2 separate regions of the Sus scrofa genome follow, and region 1 is linked to region 2. The links are chromatin contacts, called in public Hi-C maps. All regions are on one chromosome and are shown on one strand. The core of a region is the stretch at or near the end of the contact, and the rest is flanking DNA. Distances in the headings are between cores, read along the strand shown.

What was found. Hi-C and Micro-C count contacts between places; a contact is called where the count stands out from the background.
Region 1: a Hi-C map of retroperitoneal adipose tissue shows a contact between it and region 2, with 1.6 times the contacts expected there. A contact is called at or near these places in 3 of 47 Hi-C or Micro-C datasets (mesenteric adipose tissue, retroperitoneal adipose tissue and skeletal muscle) and 1 of 2 datasets of targeted methods (skeletal muscle).

Annotation. Positions count from the first base shown.
Region 1 is chr3:119,017,216-119,020,851 of Sscrofa11.1, reverse strand. The region is part of intron 5 of LOC106509892 (a long non-coding RNA gene); the gene reads left to right. Among named protein-coding and RNA genes, the nearest start is that of RDH14, 430 kb to the left of the region's middle.
Region 2 is chr3:118,763,187-118,766,864 of Sscrofa11.1, reverse strand. OSR1 (protein odd-skipped-related 1) reads right to left here. Exons shown (of 7, transcript XM_021087818.1): 6 at 3,431-3,678; 7 at 1,758-2,685. The coding sequence ends at 2,550. Among named protein-coding and RNA genes, the nearest start is that of OSR1, 400 kb to the right of the region's middle.

The DNA of each region.
Region 1 (3,636 bases), core at 407-2,906, 250 kb before region 2:
ATGGAGTTACCTAGTGGCACAGCAGGTTAAGGATCTGGCATTGTCACTGCAAGGGCTTGGGTAGCTTCTGTGGCATGAGTTTGATCCCTGGCCCAGGAATTTCCATATGCCTCAGGCATAGCTGAAAAAAAACCCTCCAAAATATTAACTTGAAATCTTGATTTCTGATATCTTTAGATCTTCTCTTTCAAAGAAGATGCTTTCCAAATTGAATATTTTCAACTTTATTCAGAAGCAAGAAATTTGAACTTATATTTTATTAATTTTTTTAAAGGTAAAATTCCTCTTGAGAGTTTCAAAGCTTCAGAGCAATTTGATGTGGAATTCTCTACAGCTAGCTTTCTTTTATCTTTGTTTAATCTTCTTCTGTTAACTTGTGTTTAATATTCACAGAGTCAAATGATCAGAGTAAAGGCACAATTTAGTTCTACAATTTCCTAGTTTATTCTTCAATTTATAGTGAGGCAGAAAGAAAAGACAAGAAAGATGATACCTGGAGTTTGTCTAAATACATAAACTTTTTCTCTCCAACCTAAATTCCCTTATCTCTACAAGCAATGGCTATTTTGTAAGTAGTTCAAATCAATTCTCAGAATTTATCCAGCAACTTATCTACAATATTTCTGACTCTGTACTACTTATCTATTTTTACCTTTTCAAATTGTCCTTACTGTTTTTCGTAACTACTTTTAGAATTCCATTAAGACTCTTGTTTTGCACATGACTGGTCCAGCATAATTCACAACCACTTTCCAAACCCACCTCCCCCTACCCTTCACTGCATCATTGAGTTTAGGGTATAATTGACTAATTCAGAGATTTAAGCTACTGTTATCTCAATAGAAGAAACTGCCAGACTGTTCACAGTTCTCTTCACATATAGCCATATTGCAATTCTAAATTAGAACTACTTAAAAGATTATTTGGAAGGTTCTCCTAACCTCAGTATTGAGGAGATCTTGTGATTTGAAAAAACTTTAATTCAGTAAAGCTGAAGATCTCACTTTTGTAGGTACTGAATTCAGAGGCAAGCAGACAAAAGCACCAAAGTAGCACAATAGCTGGTAACATTTCCTATCGTGTAACAAATTACCACAAGCTTACTGGCTTGAAGGAACACTAAGTCATTGTGACACCGTTTCAGTAGATCAGAGGTCTGGGCCCCATGTAACTGGGTTCTCTGCTTAGGATCGCACAGGACAAAGTCAGGGTGGGGGCAGGTGGGGCTCTGGGAAAGAATCTACTTTCAAACTCCTTCAGGTTTTTGGCCAAATTTACTCTCTCGTGGTTGCTGGTTGCTGGAAGAAGGTCCCATTTTTTGCTGGCTGCTGGCCAGAGTTACTGTCTGTTCCATGGCCACCCACATTCCCCCTGGTGCTTTCATCAAGGCCCCTCCATCACCATGGCAGCTATGGCATGTCCAGTCCTCATCCTTCAAAGGTCTCTGACTCCGCCCTCAGCTTTTATGGACTGATGGTTATATCAAGCCCACCTGAATAATCTCTATTTCAAGGGCAACTGTGCCATTTGGCAAAGCACGAAATCACAAGCGTGATAGAAACATCGTCATACTCACAGGCCTGGAAAATTAGGTCAGAGCCTCTCAAGGAGGAGGAGGTCATTTCAGAAATTCTGCCTCCGGTACTGAGGCACTTTATTCCTCCATTTTATGGGGAAGCTTCAGAAACTGAGAGATGTTCTATGCAAGATGACACCTTCTGAGAATAAGAAGACCTTGAATGAAAAGGAAGTTTCCAGTAAACAAATGGGGAATTTTTAAACTGCATTGATAAATTCTCTGCGATTGCCAGTGGAGTGAAACTATGAAAAAGGCACAGATGATCTAACAAAGAAAGAAGAAAGGAAAAAATAAACAGAGTTTTGTTAGAAAGGATCCAGAAATACCAGGCCTGAGCTTAAATATACTGACATGAACATGAGACAAATGAAAAAAGATGAGCCATGAAGGGAAACCATGCAATCGAATAATCAGCGAGGAGGCTGAGCCCACAGAGGCCGGGGAGCTGATGAACACAGAACAGAGAGTCCCGAATGAGAATTCCCAGATGATGGAAAACACCAAGTAAACAGAGACCTAGCTCAGAGCCAACAAACTGCTTCGAGGCTGAGAAGTTCCAAGAGTTAGAAAACAGAGATGAGGGTAGTAGAGAGGAATCCGGAGATGTCACTCTCGTGGATCTAGTGGATTGTGAGGAGAGGAACATATATGAGCTACAAGCAGTACAGCAAAAGGGCCCCATTAAAAGGAAAAAGAAGCAGCAAGGCTGAGCAGTAGATGCCGTAGGCTAGGGATCTCTGACTCCTATATTGTTACATGCCTTTACTTACTTTACGTATTGTGTAACAATACACAGACTGTATATGCCTTGACTTTACGACTTTACGACTGTATGACAATCATATGCCTTTACGACTTTACGACAATTATATGCCTTTACTTCCTACCTGATTCCATGAAACAAATTAAAAAAATATTAAAGATAATGAAAGTGGGATGGACGGGGAGTCTGGGGTTGGAGGATGCAAACTATTCCATTTAGAATGGAGAGGCAATGAGGTCCTACTGCAGGGCACAGGCAACTGTATCCAAACTCTTGGGCTAGAACATGATGGAAGATACTATGTGCATGTATGTATGACTGAGTCACTATGCTGTACAGCAGAAATTGGCACAATCCTGTAAGTCAACTATAATAAAAATAAAGAAATTAGTTTTAAGAAAGAATAATACTGTTTTTAAGTCCCCCCCCAAATAAACAAATAAGCTAATTAATTAATTATAAAAAATTACAGATAATGAGAATCCTTCAGGATCTTCTGGTCTAACCTCTTTTCACAACCTGGTAAATCTAGGACAAGGAAGGAAAATGAACACGGCTGGCTCAAACAATGAACCACAAGCATGGTTAATTTTAGGAACGCTAGTCCTTGGCTCCCCAGCCTACAGTCCTAGCAGAGGAGGCTCTGGTCTTCGCTTATAAGAGATAAGATAGCATTCAAAGATAAATCTTATGCTATTTAATAAATAGCAGCTGAAATGTAGATTTTATCCAAAGGTGGACACTTTGTAAGATAATCATTGTGGGTCTCCTTTTAGGACTTTTCAAGAAGACTCTATATACTTATTTGTTCCACACAAGTCCCACTTGTCTTAAGACCAGCATTTATTTTTTCATGCATGGAATTGGGGAGTGAAATTTTGATTTTACTTCAACTATCAATGGCTTTTACATGATGAAGATTTCTGTGTTGGTCAAGGTAGTTCTTATAATTTTATCAAGCAAACAAAAGTACTTTAAATAACTTGACTGTTAAAATTTTATTTTCCATCCAATACAACTGGCATGAAATGTGGATAACAGAGAGATGTGGGTTCTATACATGAATTCACACATCCAAATGAGACAACTAATTGTAAAAAAATACCTAAGACCTTCAATTGTTGGACCTTAGTTCCTCATTTGCGAAAGGCAGAAGGAGCAGTAGATTATACTCTCCTTGTAGTGCCAATAGACAATGAATCTAAGCATCTCAGGGCCACAAGGATGTTTGCTGGGCTGTGCACTGCAAACTTTAAGAGGTTGCCATTCTCATCACAGCCTATCTGAACGGCCC
Region 2 (3,678 bases), core at 650-3,149:
TCCCGGGGTGGTGGCAGTCAAGCACAATGTAAGGGACAGAGCAGGCAGCAGTGGTCAATCCCTGGGAAAGATGGAACCTCAAAAAGAGTAAAAGGAGGAGCGAGGCTCTCAGGTCCTCAGAGGTGCCCAAAGCCCTGGGTTGCAGGTGTGTGTGTGTGTGTGTGTGTGTGTGTGTGTGTGTGTGTACCCACGCACTGTTCTCATCTTGTTCAAGGGACTAGCAGAGAAATGGATGTGGCTTCTGCCCTGGGCTCTGGCACAAGCGGAGGCCAAGTGCATAACCCATACCACAGCCTGCGCTGCCCGCTCAGGCTGAAGCAATCGATGCCCAGTACGCATTAACTCTCCCTCCTCGTGCCCAGTTCTCTGGGATCTGGACTCCATTCGCTCTTTCGGACTCGAGATTAAAAAGGCTTGGGATCTTTCTCGATTATCGGGGATCACATAGGCCGGTCCCGAACCGGCAGCGCCCAGCCCCTCGTTCGCAGTGGGTCCTGGGACAAGCCAGGAAGGTTTTTGCGGGCAAGATCGGGCCCCGCATAGGGGCCGCGGCGGAGAGTTACTCCGGGTTGTGGGCAGGGTACAGTGAAGGGCCCCGGGCCGCCCCTCCAGGCCTGTCCAGCAGGGGGCAGCGTGGCTCCGAATGCTGCACTTCCAAGCCGTCCCGGCCAAGGCCACAGAGATAAACCGGGTTCTGGAACCGCAGAGTTCAAGCCCGCCGAGGGCGAGGAGGCATCCCCAGAGGAGGTGGGAACGGGCAGCGAAAGGCTAGAGCACTTTAACTTCCACAGCCCTAGCCGCCCTCTTTCTCAAACCAGAGGGCCCTGCCTGAGGCTGGGACTGGGGGTCGCCGTTGCAAGAAAGCTCGGCGCAGCGGTCTCCGCAGCCGCCGAGTGCCGAGCACAGAGGCTGCGCTCGGCTCGGGAAAGGCCGCGGGCGCCACCGCCTGCGCCGCCGCGCGGTCAGGATGCTGGAGCTGGGGGAGCCCCGCCCCGCCCCAAGCAGGAGAGCCCCCGGCGGCCTGGCCTCTAATTGTGGGAAAACTAGGCGCCCCAGGGATGGTTCAACTCGTGGAGGGCGGACTCAGATTTCTCCTCCTAAACTCTCCGGGCCTCCCAGGGTGCCCGCTCCCGCCCCCGCCATTCCTGACAAGGCTTTTAAAACTGCAGGGAATCTTCGCGGGCGTGGAGCCGGGCTCTGGGCTGGGGACAAGCCCAGCCAGAGAACTGTGTCAGGGGCATCGTAAAGGCGGGAGGGATGTAGGTTTGGGGCTTTGCAGAGGCAGCTGCCTATTGGGGCCCAGGGGTCTGAACCCGTCGGAGGCTGTCCGTGAGGGCCCTTCCTTCCCTCCCCGAAGTAGAATCAAGAGGCCATAGGGAGACTTTTGGTCGGCAAGGTGGGTGACATTCTGTCCCTTAGTGGACCCTAAGCGACCCCTGCACCTGGTTGAGATTTCCCAGGGCTGGAGTAGCGGCTTCTTTGTAAACTCAGAAGCTTTTGATGGGGAGATTCGAAGTGGGGAGACTGAGACCCTAAAACCGAAGTGGGGGAGAAAAGTAAAGTAAACTCGGGTGGGGTCCGAGGTAGGCCAACACCGGGAGGGAGGAGAGCTTCTGCACCCACGCCAAACCGCCGACCCCCAAAAGGGGAAGGTTCTGGAAGTGGGACAGATTGGGATGGGCAGCGAAACCCCGCTCGCCTCAAAGAAAGGGACCGCCAGTTTTCTGCGTTGGGGAGGGAAATTACCCATCCTGCAATGCCTGTAAAATAGCCGTTTATTTAATATTTTTTAAAAACTCCAGTGATAAATGTCCGTTACCGATGGTCAGCATAAAGTGCCAATCGCAATCCATCGCCCTGCTCCTGGCCCGCTGCTCGCTCGAGGTGACGGGGCGGCGGAACAGGGGAGCCGGAAGCCCGGCCCCTCCAGCCCCAGGGCCCCAGGCTCCCTCCCCGCCCTCCGAGTCCAGGAGCCCACCGCCCGCTGCGCGGCGGGAGCTGGGAGGGCGCTCCCCGGCCCCGGGATCCCGGGGCCGGCCGCCGAAGCAGATACAGGGATTACACTTTTGCAGGCTCCCGGGGGTGGGGAGGGGGGCGGGAGGAGGGGTTGGAAGCTGCGAGAGCACAGAACTTCCTTCCCACTCCCCTCGCTCTCCGCCGTCAGAGTTACAAGCTTATATGGTCAAAGAAAAAAAATAATAAAGAAAACGTATAAAATAACAATAGAAAAAGTAATACTTCTGGGAGAGGCGCCGCTGCGGCTCCGCGAAGCTTTCGTTCTTTTTTAAATGCAGTTTCCCTTCCGCCACGTGAGTACCGCCTTTTGGCCAAGAGTTTAGCCGCGTCCTGGGGGAGCCGCCCGGGCGGCCGGGGTCACGGCCCGGGGCGAGGCTCTGGAGTTCCGCGTGCGCCGGGGACCCAGGGGACACGTTTGGGACGGGGAAGGTCCAGGGAGCCCCTCCCGCTGCCCGCCAGAGTCGCCTTCGGCTTCTGTCCCTTTGGAGGAGGGGGTGGCTAGACCCAGGGTCCTGGTGCCCTGGAGGCTCTATTTAGCATTTGATCTTGGAGGTTTTGAGCTCCTTCACCTGTGAGTGTAGCGTCTTGTGGACAGCGAGAGTCCTGGACTGGCAGAATCCTTTCCCGCACTCTTGACACTTGAAAGGCTTCTCTTTGGAGTGAATATATCTAAGGGCAAAAACAGACAGAGTTAATCCTTGCAAAATGATGCAATGGTATAAACAGTTATCCAAGATCCCTTCCCACTGCAGTGAGGCGCTTGCCCTCAAAAGGAAGGAGCTTGTGGGTTCCTAGTGTGCAGCTGGCAAACGCTGAGTTTGAGGCTGCAGTAAAGAGGTGAGGGAGACACTGGGGCACCATCTGATCCATCTGAACCCAACGCAGGTCTAGCTCAGCTGAGGTACCACCTTCCCAACCAGGGGCCAGCCCCTGCCTCTTTACAAGGCCTGAGTCAATGCTGAAGGTCAGGGAGGGGACCTGAGTGGCAAACCTGCTGGGGCTGTGCTGTCCAAGAGGAGAGCCCCCAGCCACAGGTGGTTATTAAAATTAAAATTCAGCAAAGCCAAAAAGTCACTTTCTCAGTCACACTAGTTGCTCATTTCAAATGCTCAACAATCACATGTCACACACGTCCATCAGCACAGAAACGTCCATTGCACAGCGCGGAGGCTGGAGGAAGCTGTGCCTGTCTGGAGCTTAAGTCCTCTTCAGCCCCTGTTCTCCATCCCATGCTCCAGGACCCCATCCCTGAGATTTGTGTGGTTTCCTTGGAGATCTGGGGGAATCCCAGAAACTTAGCGGGTTTGAAACCAGTGGGGGGTTGTCTCATGAACCTCGCTGGGCCTTAGGGAGGAGGATGGTGAGGACGAAAGCTGACAAACAGCTCTCTTTGGGGCCACCCGCAGTAACGCACCTGTGGTCCCTTAGGTGGTCTTGCCTCCGGAAGGCTTTGTGGCAGATGTCGCATGTGTAGGGCCGCTCATCTGTGTGCGTCCGCTCATGGATAAGGAGGTTGTAGGACTTCGTGAAGTGGCGGCCACAGAATTTGCATACGAACTCTTTCTTGGTTTTGGAAGGCAGGCGTCCCCTCGTGGGCTTCTTTTCTGGGGACAGCTTGGTCACATCCAGGAGGGCACCCAGCCCACTGGCAGGGGAACCGGG